2 separate regions of the Mus musculus genome follow, and region 2 is linked to region 1. A link is a contact called in public HiChIP or PLAC-seq data. All regions are on one chromosome and are shown on one strand. Each heading gives the region's core, a stretch centred on a gene start, on an enhancer-like site or on the middle of the called end of the contact. The rest is flanking DNA. Distances are from core to core; before and after follow the strand shown. Region 1 holds the start of Rbm47 (RNA binding motif protein 47). Region 2 overlaps Rbm47 (RNA binding motif protein 47).

Region 1 (6,000 bases), core at 1,976-4,475:
TGAGAACGTCTTGGCACAGCACTGAACTAAGATTTAAATATAGGAAAGACAATTCTTTGAGAGCCTGGGGTAGGTGTTTTCCAGGTACCAATGCACAGGAAATGGTATTTCCCGTGTATTTTCTAAGTGCCAGGAACCGGGCTGAGAGTTCACCTTGCATTTAACCCCTAAAAATCCAGAGGAGTAGATGTTATTTCACAAATGCGGGAGCTGAAGCTCAGAACAGCCAAGCAGCTTGTGTGGCATCATTCATCTCAGAGGTTAAACTGAAACCAGGTCTCTCCGTGAATGTGTACAATGTGTGTATGACTGAGCATGTATGTGTGTGTGTGTGCGTGTGTGCTCAAGCATGTGTGGAGGTCAGAGACAACCCCGGAGGTTGGACCTTGCCTTCCAACTCAGGTGAGACAGACTCTCTTTGTTGTTTGCCACTGTGTGTGGCAGGCCAGCTGACCCATTTGCTTTCCAGGGAGTCTTCTGTTCCTACCTCCCGTGTCACCACAGAAGCACATGGGTTTCAGTGTGTTCTAACTCAGGTTCCCACACGGGTGCAACAAGTGTTAGCCACTGAGCCATCTCCCCAGCCCAAGATTCAAACCTTCCTGTTCTTTGTACTGATTCTGGAACACTACCTCAGAGGCAGGATGGGACAGAGGCAGAAAGTCCAAGTCATGGGGCTCAAGGGCTAATGTGACTCGGAGTAGGATGTTGTGGGCATGAGGGCCATCCACAAAACAGAAATAACTAAAGCTTGTTTTATTTTTCCATAGTCTGCATTGTGTTGTTTTGGTTTTGAGACAGTTTTCCTTGTATAGCTTTGGCTGTCTTAGAACTTGCTCTTGTAGACCAGGCTGGCTTCAAGCTCACCAAGATCTGCCTGCCTCTGCCTCCCGAGTCCTGGGGTTACAGTACCTAAGCCATCACCAGGCTCATCCATCACCTGCCATTTAAAAAGTTTATTTAGCCAGGTGTGGTTGCACTGGAGCAGGAAGGTAGCTTAAGCACTTATGTTCAAGAGCAGCCTGGGTGCCATTGGTGCAATGCAGTCTCTAAAAAAAAATCTGAGTTATCTTTGCCATACTTATAGGGAGAGGAGTAGAAAGTAGGGAAAATAATCACATGTTTTACTTGACCAGCCTGGGCTATATGGAATCTTGTCTTAATCCCCCTTTCACCCCTTTTACACTTCCTAAAAACCAACTCACAAAAGAATCATACTCACTTGGAAGCTGGGTGTATCAGTGCGTGCGTGCGTGCGTGCGTGCGTGCGTGCGTGCGTGCGTGCGTGCGTGTGTGTGTGTGTGTGTGTGTGTGTGTGTGCAATCCCATCACTGGGAACTGAAGCAGGAGGATAGCAAGTTCACACAACAGCCTGGGATGCGGTGCTACAGTGTTATGCAAACGAGCCACAATAGCACAGCAGTTTACTGTATCAATGAGCAGACAGGAAAAGTGCAGGCAGCAGTTGAGCACTTGAGGCAAAGGAGCAGACTCGGAAGCACACAGGAAGACTTGCTTCCTGGAGCCTGTGCCTTTCTCAGGGGCTCAGTTCCCAGGTGCAGCTAGCACTACATCACAGGGCTTCTACACATTTGCATTCATTCGAGGCCAAGGCTCAACAACTGAGCTGCACCTCTTTCATCTTCCCTCCCTTCCTCTCCTTCCCTCCCTTTCTTCGCTGTTGACTTTGTTGCTGACTTTAACAGACCCCGTTGCTCTAATCTCTGTGGTCCTCTCATCTCAAGGCTGGGCCCAGAGCTTCCTATGGAAAAACCTATCTTGAAGCACAGAGCTGTGCCTCCTGTAGCTCAGAAAGTCTCTTGGAAACTGGTTTCGAAGCCTTTTTTACAGCTGCGGAGTCTTGGTGGCTAACTAACTGTATCAACCCCTAGAACAGTTCGGAACTGGGAGTTTTCTACAGTCTGCGATTCTCAGTACATGTGTGCACCTATCGACAAAGTCTTGATTCTGAATTCAGAACATGGTTAAACTGGCCTGGCTTGACTTTTGCTGCCTAAAAGATAAAAGATCGAAGATCAAAAGGATGGAGAACTTCAGAATTCCTGGCTGGCTTCAGGAATTACTTTTACTAATGGTGGTAAGATCTGACTTTTCGATTAGACTGGAAAGGTCGGCACTCGGGAAAGTTGGCCTGCTTACCTAACCTCTGTACGGACAGTGTCTTCACCTCCAGACCTGAGGCAGACCTGAGGATCAGATTAAGGAAATGGGTGAAAGGGTTCCTGAGTAAGAAAGACCTCAATATAAAGAGATTAGGATTTCTTCATTTATATGTCAAGTTAAAAGGAACATAAATACCCCCTCTACCCTCCACTATTACTATGGATGATATCTATGAGTTTTCAAAGCCTCCACCACACCCCACACGCCCCACATTCACAGATCTTCAAACTGCATGGTTCACTGTTATCTAGCACTGACTTTTTGTTTTTGTTTTGTTTTGTTTTGTTTTTGTTTTTGTTTTTTTTTTTTTTTTGAGACAGGGTTTCTCTGTGTAGCCCTGGCTGTCCCGGAACTCACTCTGTAGACCAGGCTGGCCTCGAAATCAGAAATCTGCCTGCCTCTGCCTCCCAAGTGCTGGGATTGGGATTAAAGGCGTGCTCACCACCGCCCCGCTAGCACTGACTTTTAACCTATGGAGTAACTTGCAGGGTGGCAGGTCAGGTCTAGTGCCTAAATCTGAGTCAGAATTACGCGCGTGACACAGACGTTGGATTTGCACTTCATGGAAGGCAGGGCCAACTTCTCTCCACTTCCCTTGAAACTTGTACACGAGTCGAAAATCAGTTGCACACCCCTTCACAAAGACTTCGTCTTTCCTTCTCCTTGAAACTGTCCACAGTGAAAGCAAAACTCCCATCCTTAGAATCTTCCAGAAACTCAGAGCTGGAGGGTAATTAACTTGCTCACAGATAGTGAGGGCAGAGTTGGGTCTGGAGCCTCCTTCTAACATCCATTGCACGTTTTTCTACGGGGGGGGGGCGGATTATACATAATAATAGTATCACTAACAACAGTGGCTAACGCTATATGCCGATATTCTATCAGCTTCCATTTAACTAGATGGGGGGGGTAGTTTTGGGTCCTTCTTTTAATTAAAGTAGCCTACTGTGAAACAGTATTTTTTTTTTCAGTTGCATGACATTGCAACCCGAAATCACAACTTTAGGTTCCTTGTGGTGCCCGCTTCCTCTTCTAGTTTGTTTAGTCACAGAATTCGATTCCTGTTGGCTGTTTCCGCGCTGCAAACAGGCTTAGCGCTCCATTGAAATGCGGGAGGCTCCTTAATTCTTGTATAAACAGGTAACCCGAGGGGTGGGGCGGGGGCCGCGGCCCTAGGGTGGGTTTCCTGGGAGTGGGGATGGGGGTCAGACTTAGTTCCCCTGTGATCAGAGGCAAGGTTAAAGGAGGGCTTGGCTGAGGTTTCTCCTTGCACTGTTTTTGTTCCCTTTCTAGAAACCAGCTGTAACACTAGGTCAGAGCGCATTCAGAATGAGCCACTTTGAACGAGCAGCGGCGCCCAGGCCCCAGGCCCTGCTGTGAAGGCTCCGGCAAAGGTCAGAGCTCCGGCCCCCCGTGACGTGCCTGCCTGTGCTCTCCGAGCTATGCTCAGCCTCAGGTAAGAACAGCCCAGGAGGTCCTGGCTTCCTGCAGGCCCGCGGCGGGGCTCGTCTGCCGCCCTACCTGCTCCAGCGCCTTCCTGCCCCGCAAGGCCGGGGGCGGTGGCACTGCTCACCCCGGGAGTCAGGCGCAGGGTCCTTAGTCCTTGGTGCAGGCTCAGGGTGGCTTACTCTAAACAGCCATAGGCGGCCGGAAGCCACTCTTCTAGATGTCCCCAGGTGGGGCAGGTGCCACTTCTGGGGTCCCTTCTGAATGTCTGAAATGGATGTGACTTTTTGAGCGGCCAAAGTTCGTAAATCCTCCGCATCGGGGCCAGTCCGATATGATTTTTTTTTTTTTTTAAACCTTCAGCTAAGGTATCCGCGCTTCTAAAACAACAGGAATGTTGCACTGGCCTTCGGCCAGCGGAGGCTCAGCGAGCAGGATAAAATTTCAGTGCAGATTTACGGGAAGTTGCCGGTGTTGGGAGTAAAAATCTGGTTTGGTGAGTTTAAGGGAAGGGAGTATACGAGACAACCTTGCTACTGTGAGGCGAATGGCCTCGTCTGGGGGAGGGCAGGAGGCGGAGGGAGGGAACCGGGAAGAGCAGGGATTGCAGAGGCACCGATTGCAGCCGGACTCCGCCGCGCTCCGCGGGATCCGACCCTGTGCCGCTCCGCCCGGGCCACAGCCGCACCGCAGCCGGCTCGTACGACCCAGCCCAGCCGGCCGCCGAGCGCCCGGACCCGGAGAAGCCAGGCTCTGGGCCGGGAAGACGTTTCTTACCGCAGGTCACTCAGGCTAAGAAATTGTGACAAACTGGAATTCCCAGAACCCGGGAAGAGTTAAAGCCTAGAGCGATCTGATCTGTTGCTTTAAGCCGCACGGTGGGAAGTAGTTTGGAGACTCTTTAATTTAGTTTTCTATTTAAAAGTGTGCGGCCAGCGAAGATGTTGTAGGTGACTTCCTAGCCTTGTAGATTGCTACCGGGCTGTGAATGGTATTAATTTCTGAAGTGAGCGACGCCAAGTACTTACGGAAGGTAAGGTGGACTTTTGGCAGTTCTGACTACTGTCCCCATAGAGTCCTGACTTTTGGGAAAAAACAAACAAACAACATCTTTCTCTCTCTATTTCTTTCCCCCTTAGTATTAATCTCTCATTTGATCGTCTTCCTTCTTTAGTGGGAAGTTAAAGGGTTTATAAAAAGATTTTTTTTTTTAAAGCTTCAGCTTTTGGAGAGCAGATAATCCTATGGTCAGCCGCATCTTGTTTCCTGCAGACTTGAGTCTTTTTCCGTGTGTGTGTGTGTGTGTGTGTGTGTGTGTGTGTGTATAGTTGAAAAAAACGTAATTGGTCTTTTTTGAGGCACAGGTGACTAGATGCGGATTATTAGCTTGAGATTTCGGAGTTTTTGGTGACGGGCGTCTCGCTTGAGTGTTAACTGGAGCAGAGCGGGGGGGGGGGGGGGGGGGGGGGCTTCCTGCAGACATTTATCTCTGAAGGCCACCCTCGGGGAAGCTTAGTTGTTGTTTCCAGCGGAGAATTCAATCTGGAGACAAGAGTAGAGTCTACCAAATATAACATCTGATATGCCTGCAGTCACTGGGTGGCTAAGAAATCAGTCAAAATGAATGGAAATGGAAAATTTCAGATAAAGGACTCTCTGTTTTAATTAGGTAAAAGTTGACAACACTCTAAGACTGTCCTAAGGCACTTAGGGATGTGGCTTCCTTATTAAGTCTTATCAAACTGATGAAAAGATATTCTCTAGGTACTTACAAGCTATTTTTGACTTGCTTTTATTTTCTCCATTACTTATGGGAGCTAAAAGTCGAACTTTTCTCCCCTCCGGTTTGTGTGATAGTGACTCACTTAGGAGTTTCCTTAGGAGGACTGCAAATCAAAACTGTTCTTCAAGCTGCTGAGGTGGCTGGCCACCAAACTTGAGGACCTGAGTTCTAGCCTTCCCTCACCGTGGTGGAAGGAGAAAACAATCCTCTAAGTCGTCCATGGACTTAATTAATTAATTAATCAATCAGTTAATTAAAAACTCAGGCTTAGGTCAGGCAAGGTGGAACGTGCCTTTTAATCTACAAGTAAAAGGCCAAAGCAGGGGATTGGAGGGTCCAGGGCAACTGGAAAGCTGGGTTTGGTGGCTCATACCTTTAACTCCAGTCCTTGAAAGGTAGGATAGGAGGAACCAAAGGGAGGGGAGGAGGAGTTCAAGGCCAGCCTGGTCCACAAGGCAAGTTCCAGGCCAGCAAAGGGCTGCACACTGAGACTTTGCCAAAACAAAAAACAAACAAACACACAAGATAGATAGATAGTAACTGAATGGTAAGTGAGAGTCTTACTGTGGAGTCAGACTAAGGAACAC
Region 2 (6,360 bases), core at 843-3,342, 62 kb after region 1:
AATCCAAAGCCTGCCTGAGCTATGCGGTGGGACCACATCGCAGCAAAACAAAATAAACAAACACCAGTTTGCTGGCATCTATCTGTGATTCCAATACTCTGAGGGTGGAGGCAGGTGAATCAGGAGTTCATGGCCAGCCTTGGCTACTTAAGATTTTAAGACCAGCCTGAGCTCTATGAAACCCTGTTTTAAGTCCTCTTCAAAAAACATTTTTCAACAATGAATTCCAGGAATATACTCAAAGCACATACCAAGGGTAACTGGAAACCAGAGAGTGTACTTTCCTGCCACTTGCTCTTCAGAGGGTTGAGGGACCATCAGAAAGGGCATCCATCCTTTGGACATTCCAGCCAGAATCCATAGGTGTCCTCTAATGTCAGTGGAAATAACAAACTGTGTTATATGTGACAGAGCCTAGACCCTGAAATATAAATGAGATAGCTAGAGTCCAGGCAAACTTAATTCACACAGTAAGTTTGAGGCCAGCCTGGGGTCTCTATGACAGTCTCAAAAAACCATATCTTCGGGCTGAAGAGATGGCTCAGCGGTTAAGAGTACTGACTGCTCTTCCAGAGGTCCTGAGTTCAATACCCAGCAACCACATGGTGGCTCACAACCATCTGTAATGGGGTCCAATGCTGTCTTCCGGTGTAACTGAAGACAGTTATAGTGTACTCATATAAATAAAATAAATAAATTGGAAAAAAATTTAGGAGGGAGGTTAACACCTTTGTGTAGAATAGCTCATTGATTCTAAAATTAAGAAACTAAGGCCAGGACCCAATGGACTAGCCAAGCTTTGAGCTTAGGTCTTTTGATGCTGTAATCACCCTCCTAGCCCAATGTATCGTTTTAGACTCACATTGCTACAGTAGCCAGGAAAGAGGAAAAAACTGAAAGAGGATGTATCTAAATGTCAATATATGGTGAGTGTAGATGGTAGTCCTCTGGCCTATAGAAGTGTATGTGTGTGTGTGTGTGTGTGAGTGTGTGTGTGTGTGTGTGTGTGTGTGTGTGTGTGTGTGTGTGTGATTTGATTTATCATCAGTGTGCCTGTGTGCACGGGTGAGTGAGGTCCATGGGAGGTTGTTCAGTCCCCTCTCGTTTACTTTCCACCTTCTTCTTTGGAGACAGAAACTGAAGCTTGGGATCTAACTAGGCTGTCAGTCGGCAAGTCCCAGTGGTCCCCCTGTCTCTGGCCCACACAGTACTGGGGTTAACCAGCACAACCCTGGTCTTCATGCTTGTCCATCAAACACTCACAACTACTGAGCCATCTTCCTAGCCTCCTGACTTGTTGTTGATATATACACACACATGCATATACATATATACATACACACATATATAATATAATGTGTGTATATGCTTATGTACACATGTGCACACATGTGTGAGTCACGGTGTGCATTTAGAGTTAACATGTGGTGGTTTTTATCTTCTATTTTGAGACAGGATTTGTTTGCTGACCCTCAAGCTTCTGGGAACTCTTTTGTCCTGCCCCATATGACTGTAGGAGTTCTGGGGTTCTAGAGAGTGTTTCTGTGTCCAGCTTTACCCAGGTTATCAGGATTTGAACTCAGGTTCTAACTTTTGTGTGTGTGGCAAACCCTTCATCCACTGAACTATCTCCCCAGCCTGTATTATATTTTTGGTGGGGTGGGAGAAAAGGAAGGAAATTATGTAAGAGAAACTGGGTGGCCTGCAAATCCCTAAAATAGTTACCATTTGCCTCTTAGCAGAGAAAGCATTTGCTATGACTTGGACTACATTGTTACCCTTATTTGCTATTGTGGTTGTTCAAATTTTGACACAATGTTTCATTATGTAGAGCTTGAAACTCATTATGTAGCCCTGGTTAGCCTCAAACTTGTCACATTACCACACTAAACTAATACTGACCACTTTCCAGGACAGGTCTATATTGGGGGTGTGGGGGGGGGGCACAAGGACAACGAGGCTAGCACACAGTTAAAGCTCTGTGTTCTCTGTGCGTTAGACAATACTGACAGCAGACAAAGGCAAGCAGCCTGGCTGGTGAGAACAGGACCACGGGGACCTGCCACCTCTGTATGTGAAGACTGGGAAGCAGGCTGGGTCTGCAAAGTGAGGCCAGAGGCTGTCCTTGTGCTCTTGGCTTGAGAATTTGATGAGTCACAGTTTCTGGCAGCCCCAAGAATCGAATCTGAAGGCACATTGAAGGTGAAAGATGAGAAATAGCCCGTGGTTGTAGCAAGCCACCGTCTGTCCCAAGCCTTTCGACACTGGAAGGTCTGGATTGAGCGAACAGATAGGGGCCTCTCTGAGGAGGCAAGGCACAGGGCCGTCCTGAGCTAGGGTCTGCACTCAGGGAGCAGCACTGCCAGTCTGGCCCAGACGGCTTCTCTTAATGACTTGGACTTTTCTTCTCTCTGGTGCCTTGAGTCCCCTCTGGTACCAGTAAGCCAGATGTCCAGAGCCCTTGGCTGTCCCCAAACTGCTTTGTCCCTAAACCTGCTCTCTCCTGTGGTACCAAGTGTCCCCATTTAAAACGTTCTTCTTCATTAAGACTCCAGTTTGGGCCTCTGCTCACCATCACCTTTTTTTCTCTCATCTTTGCCGCATCCACTAAAGTTCTGTGTACACAACTACTGTTAGCGTAATCTGACCTGCCGTACCTCTGATAAAACTCCACAGTCAGGATAAGCCAAAGAGGGGGGTGGGGGGAGAGGGAGAGAGAGAGGGGGAGAGAGGGAGAGAGAGAGAGAAGAAACAGAAAAAGACAGGAAGGGAGAGAGGGAAGAAAACACAGGCAGGAGGATAGAAGGAGGAAGGAAAGACAGGTGCAATGGAAGGGCCAGACAGTGCTCAGTACTTAAGAGCCTGTTGCTCTTGTAGAGGACCCGGGTTCGGGTCCCAGCACCCACATGGTAGGTAGCTCACAACCACTTCAGTTCTAGAAGATCTGACATCTTTTTCTGACCTCGTTAGGTACCATACCTACATGTAGGCAAAATGCTCCTATGCATAAAACAAGCCTGAGAGAAAGAAAAAGAGAAAGAAAAGGAAAAAGAAAAAGAAAAAGAAAAAAAAAAGAAAGTTGACTTGCCTTTGCTAAAGGAAATCTTTCCCAAGTGAAAGAGGGGGTGTCTTTCCCTGGTTGCTGTTTTCTGTATTATAGTGATTGGTAATGGGAGGTAGCCCTCTCTTCTTGGCTGTTGGTCAATCTATTTTTTTTGGATTTTGCTGATCATGTAACAGTAGCGTGTATATCTTTCTCCTCTTACTGGATCATTAAAAAACAAAACAAACAAACAAAAAACCAAACCTTCCCCTAATTTGTTTGCTATGGAGTCCAAGATTATTAAGTATACCCAGGGGACGGGGCCATGCTGATGTGGAAACAGGACTTTGGTTTATAACAATGCTCCTGCTTGCTTTGGTTTGCCTGTACCAATTTGGAAAAATTCCCAACTCACCCCCACGGCTGATACTAGGCTCAGCTTAGGCTCGTAGTGGTTCCCCATCAAGGAAGCCGCAGCATCTTACAGCTTTCCTACATGGGACTCCCCAGCTTAGAGCAAGACATCACACAGAGGGAAGCAGTGGTTAGAAAGTCTGCTCGGAGTGTGAGTGTTTGTGGAAGCTTTGGGTAGCTAGTTACACACACAGACACAGACACAGACACACACACACACACACACACACACTTACACTTGGGTTTTACTGCTGCTCATAGCAGAAAGCACAGCTGTGAGACAGCAGGTGAGTGATAGAGGTTGATTCACTGAAATTTAAGACACCAACTATTTGGGGGAACCTGCATCATCCAACAGACCGGAGAAGCCTAATCGCTACAAGCTGAGATTTGGACATCTGACTGAGTAGTAGGCTCCAAGTCTTCCTTCACCAGTCGGCAGCTTCACTCAGCTTCTTTGGGGTTTCATTTTCTCATTTGGATGAGGAACTCAGAGTTGTAATTGGACTCACCACAGAGGAATCTGGGGACTGGCATTGGTCTAGAATGTACTGCTAGGTATCATGAGTCATTTCTGTAATCCCAGTGCCCAGGAGGCTAAGGCAGGGAGTTCCAGGCTAGTCTGGTCTACAGAGTGAAGCTGTGCCCCCTCCCAAAACCCAACCCAACCCAAAATAAATAATAAGTAAATAAGAAGGAAGTATAGCAAATGGTCAGCCCTGAGACTCTGTGCATGTGAACCTGTGTGTGTGTGTGTGTGTGTGTGTGTGTGTGTGTGTGTGTTATATATAAAGTTTTTTTTTTGAAAAGAGGACATAAATTTGTCAGTTGGGGCTGGGGAGTGTTGCACAGGAGGGTTTGGAGGGAGAAAGGGGGGAGAAATGATATAATTAATCTTAAAAATAAAAATATTGTCGGGCGGTGGTGGTGCATCGGGCACCAGCACTTGGGAGGCAGAGACAGGTAGATTTCTGAGTTCGAGGCCAGCCTGGTCTACAGAGTGAGTTCCAGGACAGCCAGGACTATACAGAGAAACCCTGTCTCAAAAAAAAAAAAAAAAATATATATATATATATTATATAAAAAAGGAATAAAAGCAGAAATTCACATCTCTAATCCCAGCACTTGGAAGGTGGAGGCAGGAGGATCAGTACATCAGGGTCATCCTTGGCTAAGTAGCAAGTTCTAGACCATTCTGGACTACAAGAAACCCTGCCTGAGGGGAAAAAAGGTATTAGTGTTTAGCACAGCTGTGAGAAGCATAGTTTAAGTTGGCATTTCTCAGTGTTTTTGTCTTGCACATGTTAAAAGCAGATAAAGTGTAATAGGATGCCCAGTTCCTTAGGAAGCTCATGAAGTTAAAAATTTTTTAGGGGGCTGGAGAGATGGTTCAGTGGTTAAGAGCACTGACTGCTCTTCCAGAGGTCCTGAGTTCAATTCCCATGGTGGCTCATGAACATCTGTAATGGGATCTGATGCCCTCTTCTGGTGTGTCTGAAGATAGCAACAGTGTACTCATACATAAAATACTTTTTAAAAACAGTTGTTTAAAAAAATGGTTTTTTAGTATTATTATGTCCCAAATATTGCACAGAATATATACTAAGATTATTTTTTTATTTGCTAAATCTGTTAATACCATGTTCTTTAAAACTGTGAGAACTGAACATGCTTTTATTTTTGTGTTTGAGATGGTGTCTTGCTGTATAGCTCAGACTTTTCAGAAGTCTGTGAAGATTTTGTTCCGTTTTTTGCTGTTATGACTCAGCACTAGGCAGATAGATACTCAGCCTCCGAGCTGCAGCTCGAGCCCTCATGTAACATGGTTTAGTTTTCCGTTTTCTTTTTAGAAGACTTATTTTTATTTACGTGTTTCTTTGTCTTTGGACTGATTGCATACTTTCCCGTGTTAGTGCGGGTGCCTGTAGAGGCTAGAAGAGGACCTTAGATTCCCTGGAGCTGGAGTTACAGGGTCTCGGGAACCAAACTTTGGTCCTGGAAGAGCGGAGTGTGCTCTTAAACCCGAACCATCTCTACAGCTCCTCCTTTTAACTTGAGAGAGGAAATCACTCTCTTTGAGTTGCTGGCTTTGAGGTCAACTGTAGCTCAGGTTGGCCCTAAATTTGTCATTTTCTGACTCTCCTGAGTAGTTGGAATTGTAGATCTTGCTTAGGAGCATCTGTTGTGAGGTGTGTGAGTGTGTGTGTGTGTGTGTCTGTCTGTCTGTCTATATATGTCTCTCTGTATATGTCTCTCTGTATATGAGGGTGTCTGTCTCTCTGTGTATGTGTCCAGGGATGTATGTGGGTGTCTGTGTGCGTGTGTGTCTGTGTGTAGTATGTGTGAGTTTGTAAATGTATATACATGTGGGGGTCAGAGGTTGATCTTGGGGGATGTTTTTCATCAATCACTTTGTACCTTATCCTGGGTCTCTCACTACTCATTCTGGGACTCAATAAGTCTGCTCTACTGGCTATCCAGGGAGGTTCTGGCTCTAACTGCCCATCCCCCAGCACTGGGGTGGCACAGGCCATGCTTGGCTTGTGCATAGGGTCTGGGGATCCAAATTCAGATCCTTGTGCTTGCATTTTAGCCACACACACACACACACACACACACACACACACACCACCCTGTGTCCCCAAGCCTTCTTATTTGAAACTAAATTCAAATTCTATAAGGAGCAGTTTTGTTTGTGTGTGTGTGTCTGTCTGTCTGTCTGTCTGTCTGTCTCTCTCTCTCTCTCTCTCTCTGTGTGTGTGTGTGTGTGTGTGTGTGTGTGTGTGTATTTGTTCCCAGGACTCAAATCCAGAGACCCTTCCTATTCTGGACAAGTGCCCTACCGTTGACCTACATTCCCAGCCTGAAAGGGATGGTTTCCTAAAGCTTAGTTAAATTACGGA

The links. HiChIP or PLAC-seq counts read pairs in DNA pulled down with a chosen protein or histone mark.
Region 2: a contact with region 1 is called in an H3K27ac HiChIP or PLAC-seq map of hepatocytes, with 2.3 times the contacts expected there. The contact joins the enhancer-like site here to the promoter of Rbm47 in region 1. A contact is called at or near these places in 5 of 39 promoter capture datasets (the 3T3-L1 cell line, 3T3-L1-derived adipocytes, liver and 2 more), 1 of 15 datasets of contacts at CTCF or cohesin (CD8 T cells), 49 of 484 Hi-C or Micro-C datasets (the AML12 cell line, B cells, the C2C12 cell line and 29 more), 20 of 115 datasets of contacts at active chromatin or transcription factors (the HPC-7 cell line, T-cell acute lymphoblastic leukemia, bone marrow-derived dendritic cells and 13 more) and 5 of 9 other capture datasets (adipose tissue, bone marrow-derived macrophages, liver and 2 more).

Annotation. Positions count from the first base shown.
Region 1 is chr5:66,149,179-66,155,178 of GRCm38.p6, reverse strand. It overlaps Rbm47 (RNA binding motif protein 47), which reads left to right and starts at 3,225. Exons shown (of 8, transcript NM_001127382.2): 1 at 3,225-3,324; 2 at 3,478-3,640. Gm26725 (a long non-coding RNA gene) reads right to left here and starts at 4,175. Exons shown (of 5, transcript XR_001785070.2): 1 at 3,706-4,175; 2 at 2,161-2,207.
Region 2 is chr5:66,086,068-66,092,427 of GRCm38.p6, reverse strand. All of the region lies in intron 3 of Rbm47 (RNA binding motif protein 47), which reads left to right. Among named protein-coding and RNA genes, the nearest start is that of Gm26725, 62 kb to the left of the region's middle. Within about 2 kb of position 2,092, at least 107 of the 459 cell types and tissues checked have an H3K27ac peak or open chromatin away from gene starts, as enhancers often do. A contact at or near this core is called in 3T3-L1-derived adipocytes, the AML12 cell line, the C2C12 cell line and 16 more, where this site is marked.